2 separate regions of the Mus musculus genome follow, and region 2 is linked to region 1. Evidence: chromatin contacts called from public Hi-C data. All regions are on one chromosome and are shown on one strand. The core of a region is the stretch at or near the end of the contact, and the rest is flanking DNA. Distances in the headings are between cores, read along the strand shown. Region 1 holds the start of Spats1 (spermatogenesis associated, serine-rich 1). Region 2 overlaps Gm35456 (a long non-coding RNA gene).

Evidence for each region. A called contact is a pair of places that touch in the nucleus more often than the background predicts.
Region 2: a Hi-C map of the Ba/F3 cell line shows a contact between it and region 1, with 4 times the contacts expected there. The contact joins the enhancer-like site here to the promoter of Spats1 in region 1. A contact is called at or near these places in 11 of 39 promoter capture datasets (the 3T3-L1 cell line, 3T3-L1-derived adipocytes, the HPC-7 cell line and 6 more), 2 of 15 datasets of contacts at CTCF or cohesin (embryonic stem cells and large pre-B cells), 49 of 484 Hi-C or Micro-C datasets (B cells, the BV-2 cell line, the Ba/F3 cell line and 22 more), 5 of 115 datasets of contacts at active chromatin or transcription factors (bone marrow-derived dendritic cells and embryonic stem cells) and 2 of 9 other capture datasets (embryonic stem cells and liver).

The regions. Positions count from the first base shown.
Region 1 is chr17:45,470,747-45,478,211 of GRCm38.p6, reverse strand. It overlaps Spats1 (spermatogenesis associated, serine-rich 1), which reads left to right and starts at 3,274. Exons shown (of 8, transcript NM_027649.3): 1 at 3,274-3,413. The coding sequence starts at 3,398.
Region 2 is chr17:45,707,086-45,714,550 of GRCm38.p6, reverse strand. Gm35456 (a long non-coding RNA gene) reads left to right here. Exons shown (of 7, transcript XR_385596.4): 4 at 2,204-2,325; 5 at 3,162-3,298. Among named protein-coding and RNA genes, the nearest start is that of Gm35456, 16 kb to the left of the region's middle. Within about 2 kb of position 3,655, at least 20 of the 459 cell types and tissues checked have an H3K27ac peak or open chromatin away from gene starts, as enhancers often do. A contact at or near this core is called in the Ba/F3 cell line and the HPC-7 cell line, where this site is marked.

The sequences.
Region 1 (7,465 bases), core at 2,025-4,524:
CTGTAGTCTCCCCCTCCCGCCCTGTTCTGTGACTGCCAGGGTCTCAGCTCTGCATGTGGTCCACAGCTCCTGCTTCTCTACCTCACCTGGAACCAAACTCCAGGTCACTGAACTGAGGAAAGCTGGGCCCCATAGAATAGAGGTCAGGGATGCAGGCTCAAGTCCAGTCTCTCTGTTTCTGATCAGATGGCAGGAGCTCCGTAGGAATCACTGAACAACGAGGCCAAGATCTTCCAGTCCTGGCAAACTGAGCCGAGTGGCCAAGCCCAGAGGTCTAGAGTTCTAAAGCTTTTAGAAGCCAGAGACTCACGGCTCTCGAGTTGGAGGTTTAACTTTAACATCAGCGGCTCTGACTGCAGTGGTGGCAGACCAGAGCAAGCAGCAGCAGATGGCTTGCTCCTTTTAGGGTTACAGTTCTTGTACAGGCCGCAGGTACTGGGACCCTTCCTCGTGCAGCAACCAGTGCCATGGGCATTGTTTAGGATGTTGTTATCTTAGCTCTTCATGGTGGGTTCTGTTACAGTTCTCTGGAAACTTGGCCCCTATGGCTTGGCAGCTCTCAGGAACTCTTGGGTTTTCTTTCTTGGTCTTTTGCTATAATCTCCAGTGCTGCTTGCGCCGCCATTGCAATCTTTCTGTTACTAGCTGAGTCTACTCTACTAAGGGAGTTAGGCGAGAAGACCTGGGAAGCTGGCTCAGTCTGTAAAGAGTGTGGAAGCCTGGGTTTGATCTTCAGAACCCATCTTTAAAAGCTAGGAGAAATGTACCTTTAATCCCAGCACTAGGGAGGCAGAGATAAATGGCTTCCTGGGGTCTGCTGACTAGATAGGTAAACTATTCAGTAAGAGACCCTCTATCAAAAAATAGGGCAGAGAGTGATTGAAGAAAATGTTTGCCTTTGACCACCGTCTCCACATGTATGCACACACACACACATGCACACATGCATACACACACATATGCACGCGCACACACAGAGTATGAAAAGATCATTTTCTATTGGCCCTACCAACCACTCCAATCCCAAGACGGTGCACAGAAGCATGTCTCGTACCTACTATGCTATACAAAGGGAGCTTTGTGAACTCTGCTTATATAGCCAGGGGTGCCTGCACCAATCACAGCAGACTCTCATGCAAATGAAGGACTATGTTTGCTCTAGTGGCAGGCTTTCTGCTGGGCTGCCAGGAAAGTGTTCCTCTTCCGATCAGGGGCAAGATCATTTAGAGTTCCCTAGAGCTTTTGAAGACAATGAGTGCCATGCAAGCGGCTGGAAGCAGTCATAGGTGGGGTTGCGCCTCCAAGAGCCAGAGAGCTGCGGTTGTTGGGTTGGTGTGTAACTTCCTCAGAGCGTTCCAGTGCCTGCCACCAGCATAAGGGCAGTCCCCTGGCTGTTTGGATGCCAGTCCTATCAGGGCACTCAGGGTGCCTGGGAAAGATGTAACACCTGTCAACTGGGGAGTCAAGCCACTTAATCTCAGCACTCAGGACACAGAGGCAGGGACAGGCAAATCTGTGAGGTTGAGGCCAGTGTGGTCTACATAGAGAGTTCCAGGCTAGCTGCAGCTACACAGAGAGACCCTGACTCAATAAAATAAAAGTCAAGCCACTCTGGCCCCAATGTCTTAGCTTTTTATAAAGGAAAAAAAATCACATTAAAAGGGATGCTTACAACAGGATTTATCACTATATAAAGGCACTTCAGCTGCAATTAACAGCACTTTAACAATGCTTTGCTCCTGCCCCAGAGAGAGATGGTGTCTTCTAATCTGTCAGTGCCTTTAACCTGTTGCAGTCCCTGATAGGAATACTACTATTTTACAATTAAAATTAATCCTGTGAAACTGACAATATTCAGCTGTTTGATCCCACCAGTGGCCATTCTGACATTACCACCTTCTCATTTTCTTTCTTCCTGAGACAGTTTCTGTGTATAGTTCTGGCTGTCCTAGAACTCGCTCTGTAGATCAGGCTGGCCTTAAACTCACAGAGACCCACCTGCCTTTGCCTCCAGAGTGCTGGGATTAAAAGTGTGTGCCACCACTGTCCAGCTCTGGCTTCTTTTTTATAACCCCAGTGGCCGTCTCCTATTGGATGACTCCTCAGTTAGGGCGTGGCCTGGAGAGGATCTACTCCGTCTAAGCAATATTTGGCTAGCTCAGTTTCAAGATTTCTATACTCCTTCTGTTGTTTCTTTTGCAATCAATGCAATTACTAACAACAGAACCACTCTGTGGAGAGGGTTCAGTGGGTAACGTGCTTTCTGCACAAGCCGAGGACCTGAGTTCAAACCCCAGGACCTACTAAAAGCCATATGGCACATCTATAAGCTGGTGGGACAGAGATAGGTAGTTCCCTGGGACTCCTTGCTGTAACAGTGAACTCCGGGTTCAGCAAGAACCTTATTTCAAAAATGTAAGGCAGAGAGCAACGGAGGAAGACACCTGACATATACAAATGCATGGGCAAGTGAGTCCCTGATACATGTGCACGCACATGCATACAGCACACAAGTAAATATGAATAATTATATTAATTACTCTCTCTCTTTTCCTCCTCCTCCTCCTCCTTCTTTTTTTGTTTTTTTTTTTTTTTTTGAGACAGGGTTTCTCTGTGTAGCCCTGGCTGTCCTGGAACTCACTCTGTAGACCAGGCTGGCCTCAAACTCAGAAATCTGCCTGCCTCAGCCAGCCTCCCAAGTGCTGGGATTAAAGGCGTGTGCCACCACTGCCCAGCCCCCAAACCAGGTCTCAATATAAATTTAGAGACTAAGCTTGGGATGGGGGGCGTTTCTATGTGAGATTTATTAGGGAAAGGGTTAGAAAGATAAATTTCAGTCTATACCATGGAGAGAAAGATAGCTTTGTAAGGGTGGAACTTGGGAGTGAATCTGTTTTCTGGATGACCTTGAACGAGCCTTTGTTCAAAGTCAGTTTTCTATTTTGAAAAACGCAGCTGGCTGCTGAGGCAAGACAGCATCCAGCAGGGCGCCTGGCCCAGAAAAAGGAGCGGTAAGTGGTGGGTGAATCCTGTCTAATCAGGATGCCAATTCTACACCGACATCTGCAAGCTCTGTAGAGGGTGCACCGCACACGGCCACCCGAGGTGACAGAAGTAGCAATGACAGTTGTTGGAAAAGAGCCGCAAACTAAAACAAAATCCTGAGGTTCTGCAGCTCTGAGGTCTGAGACCTCCATCCTCAACCCAGGCCGGAGCGCCGGGTGCAGGAAGATAGGTGCGTCAAGAGTAGCGCGCCAGCTCGCGGGAAGTGGCGCGTTGTCCTGGCAACCCTGGACCGAGCCTTGCAGGCGGTGGTAGACGCCCTTGCTTTCGCTTTGCATCCTGGTATTTGGCAGTTCCGCTGCCAGTTGGTGCGTTGATCTGGGCCACATCCTCCATGGAGTCTTCCAAGGGTAGATGAAGGGCTTCCCCCAGGGAAGTAGGGTGGGACTCAGAGGTGGAAAGGAGACCCAAGGACGGGGCGGGGCGAGTACTTTCGGGAGCCCTGAGTCAGGAGGAGGAGGAGTGGGCAGGACATTCAAACCCGTGAACACCGCTAGGAGGTCCAGTGAGATTTAGGTTTTTCCCTTGCGCTGCCTCTTGAATTTCAATGACTTATGGGGTCTGTTGGTTTTGAATGATAGCCTTTCTAACAAGCACCTTTTGGGTCCGATTGCTTTTCACTGTGTGAACTGGTGAGCCCATGAATACTGGATATGGCAATCCCGTCCGCCAACTTCCCTCTGTCTCAAGAGCGGCCTGTACTAGAGAGCGGCAGAAGGTTCCAGAGAAAAGCGACTTGGGCATGACTAAGGTGGAAAAGAAATACAATTGAGTTCTGGGAAATCAAAAGGTTGGATGGGTGTATAAGCTTATGGAGAGAAAAGGTTTATTGGACTCATAGCTTTATAGGTTTTTTTTTTTTTTTTTTTTTTAAAGACTAAGCACTGCTACCTCATATGTAGCCCAGAGTAGCCCGGAATTCTCCATCTTTTGCTTCACAGGCCCCCGACATTCCAGGTGTGGCTCATGGTCAAGGTCCTGTTGCTTTGGCCCTCTGGTGGCATATCATAGTGGCAATCATCAAAGCGTCTCCCTCTTAGTCAAGAAATAATGACGAGTAAAAGGGATGGCTGTGGTCCCACTCTTTCACTCAGAGGCACCCCAACGACCCAAGACTTCTTATTTTTTTAAAGTTGTCTTTATTTTATTTATGTATGTTTTGCCTGCCTGTTTGTATGTATGTATACTGAGTTTGCGTCTGGTGCCTGCAGAAGGTAGAAGAGGGCGTTGGATACCCGGGAACTGGAGTTATGGATGGCTGTGAACCACCACGTGGTGCTGGGGATAGAAGTCCCGCCCCCCCCTGCAAGAGCATCAAGGGTTCTAACTCTCTCCACCTCCATGCCCTCTGACTTTTAAAACAGTCCCATCATCCCAACAGTATGACAGACTGGGAGCTAAATCTTTAAAACATGGGTTTTTGGAGAGCATTGCAGATCCAAGCTAAGGCAGATAGTTAGGGGCTACACACAATGAGCTCATGTCTACATTTGAGATCTGATCAGTCAGAGACTTCCATCAAAAAGAGGAGCTAAGCTGGCGCTTGCACACGTGCAGTGCTTGTGCAGGACAGGCAGGCACGAGGATCGCAGTGTTCAAGGTCATTCTCATGGTATACAGCAACTTTGAGGCCAGTCTCGCCTGCGTGAGACCCTGTCCCAACAACAAGACAAGGCAGAGATCTGACTGTGTGGTTGCCTGGAGCTTCTAACAGCAGGGAAGTATATTGTAAACGAGTAAAGGGAGCCAGGGGTTTGAGCTGCCTCGTGCTTTGTTTAATAAGCACAGAGTCTGGGCTTTGCCCTAGGGTCTGTCCATATCCATGTTTTTGCTTGCTCAGATATTAGTAGAAATGCGGCATTACTTATGAGATTGGGGCACTTCAGGTGGAACTGAGCACTCCAAGGCAGGTTTGTGCAGGCCCATGCTCTTACTCCATAACTGGCTCTTAAGGAAGAGGAGAAAGAATGGGAGCATGTTTCTCTTGAGGGTACAGAGTCCAGACGATGGTACAGTTCCCCCAAACCCTTCGGGGTGAATCCAGGCTCAGGCTGTCATGACTGCAGGTCAGTAAGTAGCCAGTGTACTGCAAAAGGGGCTGGAGAAGTCTCAGCCTTGTTCCCAGTCTCCTAGGTCCCAGGTCTTCTTTTTCTTTCTTTTGTGTATATATATATATAATGTATTTTCCTCAATTACATTTCCAATGCTATCCCAAAAGTCCCCCATACCCTCCCCCCCCCCACTCCCCTACCCACCCATTCCCACTTTTTGGCCCTGGCGTTCCCCTGTACTGGGGCATATAAAGTTTGCCTGTCCAATGGGCATCTCTTTCCAGTGATGGCCGACTAGGCCATCTTTTGATACATATGCAGCTAGAGACAAGAGCTCCGGGGTACTGGTTAGTTCATATTGTTGTTGCACCTACAGGGTTGCAGATCCCTTTAGCTCCTTGGGTAATTTCTCTAGCTCCTCCATTGGGGGCCCTGTGATCCATCCAATAGCTGACTGTGAGCATCCACTTATGTGTTTGCTAGGCCCCGGCCTAGTCTCACAAGAGACAGCTATATCAGGGTACTTTCAGCAAACGCTTGCTAGTGTATGCAATGGTGTCATCGTTTGGAGGCTGATTATGGGATGGATCCCTGGATATGGCAGTCTCTAGATGGTCCATCCTTTTGTCTCAGCTCCAAACTTTGTCTCTGTAACTCCTGGTCCCAGGTCTTCTTATGTGATTCTCCTTAATAACAGATGTAGGAGCGGTTCCATCCTTGGCTGTAAACTGGGCTGGAAGTAGCTGGAGGACCTCAGCCCATTAACTGCCCATCATGGCCAAGATAGCAAGGAGATAGCGTGGGAATTCCAGCTGTCCTCAGCCGCCATTCCTTCCCCATCTCATGTGGTTCATTTTAACCTAAACCTGCCACGTAGCTAAGGATGACCTTGTATTCTGGTCCTTCTGCCCCCACCTCCCAGGTGTGCGCCATCATGTCTGGCCCCATGCATGGTGCATGCTCGGGCTTGAACCCCAGAGCCTCATGTATGTTAGGCAAATGCTCCACCAACTGAGCTGCATTTCCAGTCCTGGGAACCTAGCTTTAAGCTTCAGAACTTCCTGTTTCTCCAATCTGGTTTGGAGTAAGAAGGAAGCCACTTTAAGCTGGAGGGGTGGGGTGGGGAAATCCATGCTTTGTAATAGGGGATTCCTTTCAGGAGACATACTGAATGTTCAGTTTAACAGGGAGTCCAGGTCTTGGGGAACTGAGGAGCCTCACAAGCTAGCTCCTCGTACAATGTGTGGGTATCTGCCTTTTTTCAGCAGGGAGGGCCCATTACTTTCCTTACTGCTGTTGGGTTGATTTATCTTTTAAAAATCTTCTTCTTCTTCTTCTTCTTCTTCTTCTTCTTCTTCTTCTTCTTCTTTCACTTTACACCCCACTCATTAGCCCCCTCTCAATCATCCCGCACACACTGCTTCTCCCATTCCCTCTCCCTTTCTCCTTTGAGCAGGTGGACCCCCCCCCCACCCCGGTACCCCCTCACCCTGGAACATCAAGTCTCTTTGAGGCTAGACACATCCTCTCCTACTGAGGCCAGACAAGGCAGCCCAGCTAGTGGAACATATCCCACAGACAGGCAACAGCTTTTGGGATAGCCCCTACTCCACACGAAGACCAAGCTGCACATCTGCTACATATGTATGGGGAGGCCTAGGCTCAACCCGTGTATATTCTTTGGTTGTTGTTTCCGACTCTGAGAGCCCTGAGGGTCCAGGTAAGTTGACTCTTTTGGTCTTCCTGTGGAGTTCCTGTCCCCTTCTGGGGACTGTGATCCTTCCTCCTATTCTTTCATAAGAGTCCCCAAGCTCCATCCACTCTTTGGCTGTGGGGGTCAGCATCTGTCTGAGTCAGCTGCTGGGTGCAGCCTCTCAGAGGACAGCTATGCTAGACTTCTGAATGCAAGCATGGCAGTATCATTAATAGTGTCAGCGATTGGTGCTTGTCCATGGGATGGGTCTCAACTTGGGCTGGGGACTGATGTGTTTTAATAGTCACTCACCCTAGATCTTTAGCTTGCTTGTCGAGCAGATAAAGCAGGAAGTAGGTAAATGAGAGTTATTTAAAACTAAAAACACTCCATATTGAGCCAACATGGTTTGCTGCCTGCATTATTTTTCTCCCCGCCAGACAGAGGGTTTTGAGTTAGTCGAGGAGACAAGTATGAGAATGTACTGTTATGTAAGGCGTTGTTTCCACCCAAAGTAGTGCAGATCCTCTTGAGTATCACAGATGGCACCAAAGATACCGATTTCCTTCCAAATTCCATTTCCCTCGTGAATTCCTTTCTGATCTCTAGAATCTTCCATTGGCCTTAAAAAATGTTTACTAAAAAGTTAATATGGCAA
Region 2 (7,465 bases), core at 2,406-4,905, 240 kb before region 1:
GGCCTTCAGGAACAGTTTGGACTGAAGCAGTGTGTGTGAGTGCCGCACGTATGAACAAGTAGATGGTCAGAGTTTACACTGTAACTGTGTGTGCTGGTGTGTGTGTGTGTGTGTGTGTGTGTGTGTGTGTGTGTGTGTGTGCGAGTGAACACCAAAGGCAGACATAAAGGAGCAGAGAGGCCAGAGAAGCAGGAACACCTACACTCATGGAGCATTTCCAGGCTGACAGGCAAATGTTTGGTCAGTGCTACATGCCCACCCTGCCAGCCCTGCGGGAAGCCACAGGGGGACAAAAATGAGATACCTGCACTCAAGTAGGAGACGCAAGCACTGGCATTTGTGCTAAATACCAAAGACACCAAAGGACATACTGCCTGCTCTTTCGAATCAGGCAGGCAGTTCAGTGCAAACCCATGTGTGACACCCATGGACAGAGTATGTGTAAGACCCAGAAAACCCTGGCTGGAGATGTAGCTCAGTTGGTACAGTGCTTGATTAGAATACACAGAACCCTGGGTCAGAGACCCAGCATTGCAAAAACCAAACATGGTATGAAGACCACAAAAGAGGTAGAGACAGGGGACTGTTCAAGAGCATCCTCCTGCATACAGTGAGTTCAAGGCCAGCCTGGGATATGACTCTGTCCCAGGCATTGAATACTCTAAGGGTACCCTGTAGTACATACCCAAGATGCCCCTGGCTTCCTCCTTTTCTATTCTGTCCCTGCAACACAAGGTCACAGAGTCCAGCTGAACAAAATCTTCCTTTGGTGAATAGAAAATTCACAGAAGCCTGCCTCTGCTTCTCCCTCCCTTGTGGCAGCTGGTCCTCGCCTCTCCCATGCCACATTTGGCTTGTACAGCTTCCTCCTCCTCCTTCTCCTCCTCCTCCTCCTCCTCCTCCTCCTCCTCTTCCTCCTCCTCTGCCCACATACTTACCTCTTCTCCAAACATGTATGGGTGTTTCACATGCATGTGTGTCTGTGTACCACTTGCATGCCTGGTACCCGTGGGAGGCCAGAAGGGGGCATTGGATTCCCTAGAGCTGGAGTGGCAGACATTGTGAGACACTGTATCACCGAGAATCAAACTTGTATCCTCTGGAGGAGTAGCCAGTGCTCTTGACTACTGAGCCATCTCTCCAGCCCCCTGCTTTTTGTTTTGGTTCTTGTTTTTAAGATAGGGTCTTGTTATGCAGCCCAGGCTAGCCTTAAGTTTACAATGTAGTCCAGGTTGGCTTCAAATGTATTTCAATTCTCCTGTGCTCTGGAATTATAGACATACCCAGTATGAGGCCCCCATAGACTCATGTGTTTGAATAATTGGTCATAGAAAATGGCATTATCAGGAGGTATGGCCTTGGGCTGGTGAGATGGCTCAGCAGGTAAGAGCATTGACTGCTCTTCCGAAGGTCCTGAGTTCAAATCCCAGCAACCACATGATGGCTCACAACCATCCATAATAAGATCTGATGCCCTCTTCTGGTGTGTCTGAAGACAGCAACAGTGTACTTATTTATAATAAATAAATCTTTGTGCCTGAGTGAGCGGGGCCAACTAGAGCAAGCAGAGGTTCTAAATTCAATTCCCAACAACCACATGAAGGCTCACAACCATTTGTACAGCTACAGTGTACTCATATACATAAAATAAATAAATCTTTTTTCTTTTAAAGGAGGTATGGCCTTATTGGAGTGGGTATGGCCTTGTTGGATGAAGTGTGTAACTGGGGTGGGCGTGGGGTGCTTTAAGGTCTTCTGTGCTCAAGCTATGTCCACTGAAGTGCAAGTCAGTCTCCTGCTGTCTGCAGATCAAGATCTGCAGAACTCTCAGCTCCATGTCTGCCTTCATGCTGCAATGCTTCCCGCTAGGACGATAATAGACTAAGCCTCTAAAACTGTAAGCCACCCCAGTTAAATGTTGCCCTTTGTAAGAGTTGTTGAGGTCATGGTGTTTCCTCACAGCGATAGAAACCCTAACTAAAACATTTAGCACACTTGCCTACCTCCCTGACAAGCACCGCCCCCCACCCCACACACACACCTTCTCCTGTTCCCCTGCATTTCCATCTCTGCTGCGTCTTCCTCCACCAATCTCCACCATCTCCCTCCCTCCAGCTTCTCCCTCCACTACAGAGTGCTAAGCAGCCCAGTCCTACCATGCATGTCTCAGCCTGGCATCTTATATATGTTATCCCACCTCCAGAGCTTTGACTCTGATGTCTACAGCACAGAGCAGACCCAGTGATGGGGACAGAACCTGCCTTGGGAGGACGCCTGGGAAAACACAAGGATATGGATGGAGTACACACTTACAGGGGACCACAGGTAGGTCCTTCACCAAACGAGAAGAGTAGGGCTGCGGCCTTCGGCAACACCAGGGTCTCAAGGGACAAAGAACCACTATCAGCGATCAGCGGTAACAGGACAGTTTGTGGTCCCCATCACAGCACCCTCCCCAACTGGCAAGGTGGCAGTTAAAGGACATGCCATGCAAGCCCGATAGAACCCAGTGGGAGCGGGGAGCTGAATCTGGAAAGTTCTCCTCTGGCCTCCACTCGTGCACCATGGCACACAATAATTATGATAACAGTAATTTTAAAGCATCCCCCAGTCTGAGTCAGATAAGCCCTTGAGTCTGCCTTCTCAACTCAGCCCTTCTCAGAACGCTGTGGAAAGCATCCCTGACCCCACCTCCTTCCCACAATACCTCAGGAAGCCTTGACTCCAGCACTCTCACCTGTGACCTCTGTGGTCCCTTCTCTGTCCCTCTGCAGGAGCCACTGTGTCCCATGAGGTGGCCCACTTCCTCTTTTTTTTTTTTTAATGATTTGTTTGTTTTTATTGCGTGTGTTTTTCCTGCACGTGTGTCTGTGTGTGTGAGGGTATCTGGTCCCCTGTAACTGGAGGTACAGACAGTTGTGAGCTGCCATGGGGGTAGTAGGAATTGAACCCAGGTCCTCTGGAAGAGCAGCCCATGCACTTAACCTTTAACCCATCTCTCTAGCTCCTGCCCACTTCCTCTTAGCGTCTCACCTCTCACCTCCAGGACTCCATTTCCCCGATCTCCTTCCCCACTGGTCCCCCCTGATGCTCACCCAGCTCCTTCTCGGTCACTCATGTTTGCTCTCAGCTCACTGCGCCTCTCTCTTTCCCGTTCGCAGGCACTCCTGATGCGACTGAAATCTTTCACTCAGATCTCCCAGGCCCTGAGCCAAGTAGATCTCTCTGAACATTCTCAAACCGATATCAGACATTACTCCCATTCCTCCATCTCCACTCCCAGGATGGGGACTCCATGGTAATCCCAGGCAAGACCTAGAGTGGATCCTCACCCACTCCTACCCCCGTCTGTCTGTCTGTCTGTCTGTGTGTGTTTGTTTTGAGACAGGGTGTCTCTGTGTAGCTCTCCCTGACTATATTTGAACTTGTTCTATAGAATAGGCTGGCTTCAAACTCACAAAAATCTGCCTGCCTCTGTTTCCTGACAGCTGGGGCCAAAGGCATGCTACCACCACGCCTAGGTCTTTTTAATATTTTTAAAATGAGATTTATATGATAAGTCCCTGGAATGGGAGCTGCAGATGGTTGTGACTCGCCCTGTGGGTGCTGAGACTCAAACCTGGTCTTCTCCAAGGGCAGCCAAGTGCTCTTCGCCCCTGGGCTCTCTCTACAGCCCACCTCCTGCCGTTCTTGAGTTCCTGCCCAATTTTGGAGACACAAGCTGCCCCATGGGTTGAAGGCTGGAATATGGACAGACACACAGATGTGCTTGATTTAGAGGCCACAGCACAAATGAGGGACTGCTTCTCGGTGGAAGGGTCACAAGCAGCAGCCAGCTCCATGGCCCGCGTCACACGGCAGGCAGTCCAGAGCTCTCCACAGACCACAGAAGAGATGGCAGAGGCTTTGCCAGTCACTCACTGAGCTGGCCACACTTCCCCTATAGGCCTGCCCTACCCAGCTCTGGCCCTGCGTTGTCCCTCGAGGTCACATGTCCTTTGAACGGACTCCTGATAGAGACGCAGCTCTCCACTAGCCTTCAGTGTTTGGATGCTTAGCATAACTCCTCAGTTTCAGTTTCCTTAAATTGCTAAATACCTATTCTTACCCCCATCTTTTTCCCCCCTTTGGGATAAGATCTCCTGTGGTCCAGGCTGTTCTTGGACATCCTATGTGACTGACAATGACCTTGAACTCCTGGTCCTCTTGCCTTTTATGGAATTCACAGGTGTGTGCTACCAAACCTGTCTGTCAGTCCTCCTTTATGTGTGTGTGGGCATGCATGTGAGTGTGTACATGTGCGTGCAGGCGCTGCTAGTACAACTGTCTTAAGCACGCTGGGACAAGGAACCATGAGCAAAAAGCCAGGCAGCAATGGGTTAAAGCTGCAGCCCTCCAGCAGCCCAAGGGCTGCCTCTGCCAGCTTACCATTGCTACTTTGAACCACAAACAGGATCCAGGTCTCGATACAGTCCACTCACTCACTGTCACATCTGTGGCTTTGGCTGGGGCTGAGGGCATCCCCAGGGTATCCCCACTTAACCCTATCACTTGGCTAATTCTGACTAGTCTCTTCATCTTCCAGGTTGACAGCTGCTAGTGATGGTGTCTTAACACCATCCCAGAATAGAATATTCAAGGGGCTGGAGAGCCCCTCCCAGGAATTTTGCATAGGGCCAAGAGCAGAGCCAAACGTGTGGGCCAGTATGGGTACTGCATGGCCCTGGGGCACAGGCCCTGGGCAATGTAGACATTTGTCTATAGAATAGTTGTGATATGACCAGTGTTCTGGCAGAGCCAAAGGGAGAAAAGAAGCCAGTGGCAGACATTCCATCCTTCACTCTTCTTTTTTTTCTCTTCTTCTTCTTCTTCTTCTTCTTCTTCTTCTTCTTCTTCTTCTTCTTCTTCTTCTTCTTCTTCTTCTTCTTCTTCTTCTTCTAGATTTATTTATTTATTATATATAAGTACACTGTAGCTGTCTTCAGACACACCAAAAGAGGGCATCAGATCTCATTACAGATGGTTGTGAGCCACCATGTGGTTGCTGGAATTTGAACTCAGGACCTCTGGAAGAGCAGTCAGTGCTCTTAACCGCTGAGCCATCTCTCCAGCCCCCATCCTTCACTCTTCTTGTCCTCCAAGCTCCTGCTTCACCTCCCCAATACAGAGAGGTATGGAAAGAGACAGGGCAGGTCCTGAGAGGCCATTTAAGATACCCAGCCTGGATTTTGTAAGTGTTGACTGGAACTTCATTGATGAGAAATCTGAGCAGAACTCCAAAAGATGATCGGTCACCTCTCCAGACAAGAAAGGACACTCCTGGCCATAGGGCCACCTGTGAGCTCTTAAGGGCTTATGCTGGAAACTCAAGGCAGGAACCCTAGGGATAGAGCAAGAGAAAGAAGGATCAAATGAGAGGCTTCATGTAGGGCTAAACTCCACCTCACTACTGTGGGGACCACTGAACATAACCACTTACCCAGCACCTAGTGGGCTTCCATGGTCCAGGATTTACAGAGAGAAGGAATAGGGCTTGGAAGACAGAAAACATCGCTGGTGTGGGAGATGGCTCACCCTCTTCACTTAATTCTTTATTCAACAAACATGGAGAAACCATTTCTTTTATTTTATTTATTTTTTTTTTTTTTTGAGACAGAGTTTCTCTGTGTAGCCCTGGCTCTCCTGGAACTCACTTTGTAGACCAGGCTGGCCTCGAACTCAGAAATCCACCTGCCTCTGCCTCCCGAGTACTGGGATTAAAGGCGTGCGCCACCACACCCGGCGAGAAACCATTTCTTGCTGGGTCCTGAGAGGGCCCCATGAAAGCAAAGGGTCCATTTCCTTGGCCACAGTGAATGCAACCATGAGATGACAAGAGGCAAACCTGGTAAGGCGGGCAGGCGGGCAGGCGGGGAGGCGGGGAGGCGGGCAGGCGGGCAGGCGGGCAGGCGGGCAGGCGGGCAGGCGGGCAGGCTCGCTCCAGCGAGAAGCACAGTCTTCCCTTCCATTCAGGCTAAGAGAAGATAATCCAAGAAGTAACCGGAAGCAACCCAAATATCTTGGTGGTTATCCAAAGGCTGCTTCCGGAAAACAGTTTCAGTTTTTAATTGCTGGGGAGGGCACCTTACCAAGAAATAGTTTCAACACAGGTCAGGGGAGCTGAAAGAGCAGAAGTCATGAGGTCAGATAGTCCCGATTTGGAATCCCAGCCTGCCACTTGCCCGGCAGTTCCTGAGGTCTGGTCAGCTTGGGTGTTCTCTTCTCAGTCAGGCATCCAATGATGAGAGGGCTACCCGGTAGTGCCAGATGCACTTATAGAAACTCTCACAGCATGAAAAGATCGGGGGAAGCCCTAGGATGGAGGAAAAACAGGTGTGTGGGGTTCTAGAAGGAGGAGTAGAGGCTTCTGTAGAGGGGCAGAATTTGGGGCTGAACATGATTCCCAGAGCGCTTGCCTAACGTGTATGACGCCCTGGGTTCCATCCCCAGCACCACATAAGCCAGGCATGGGGTGCACACCTGCAATGACAGGTAGGGCAAGTTGATCAAATGTTATTATGGACTACACAGCCAAGTTTGAGGCCAGTCTAGTATACATGAAACGCTGTCTCAATTTTATTTTTGATTAATTAATTAATTAATTAATTAGCTTCTTTGTTTATTGAGTTTCTCTGTGTAGCCCTGGATGTCCTGGAACTTGCTCTGTAGACCAGGCTGGTCTTGAACTCAGAAATCTGCCTGCCCCTGCCTCCCGAGTGCTAGGGTTAAGGCTGTGCACCACCACTGCCTGCCCCCTGCTCCTCTCAATTTTAAAAGGAAAGAGGGGAAAGCCACTTGTGAAACGAAAAACAGAATATAAGTTGCCAGCCAGCCTGTCAGGCAGGAAGGTGGCTGAAGCCACTGCTGGGACAGGCAAGGAAAACCAAGTCTGAGCAGAAAACTGGGTCCTGGTGGTGACCAGAAAGGCGACCCTCCATGCCATCCAGCAGGTGGAGCCAAGTCAGACCTTGACTGAGACCCCTCTCACATGAAACAAGGACTCCCACTTTGTTCTGGGAGTTGACTGGCCCTGGTCCTCTGGTAGTCTTCACTGACACCTCTTCTGGCTTACCCTCACCCCGTGTGTACATACAAATATACTCAGGCACACACACACACACACACACACACACACACACACACACACACATAAAATAAAACAAGTGGTTTTTTTTTTTTTAAGATAAAAAAAGTCAAAAGCCAGCTTTAGCCTGTCACTATACCTGTTTATCCCACAGCCTTCTGGGTGGAGAGAAGAAGAAAAACCAGGAGGTGAGAAGTCGTGTCTGCATGCCACGTCCTACAGCCAAGCGTGGTGGCCCAGGACTCTGCAAGCTTACAAATGGGAGTCCCAGGCCAGCCAGAGCTATTTATTGAGACCCTGTCACCTGTGAAAATATATAAACATACATACATACATACATAC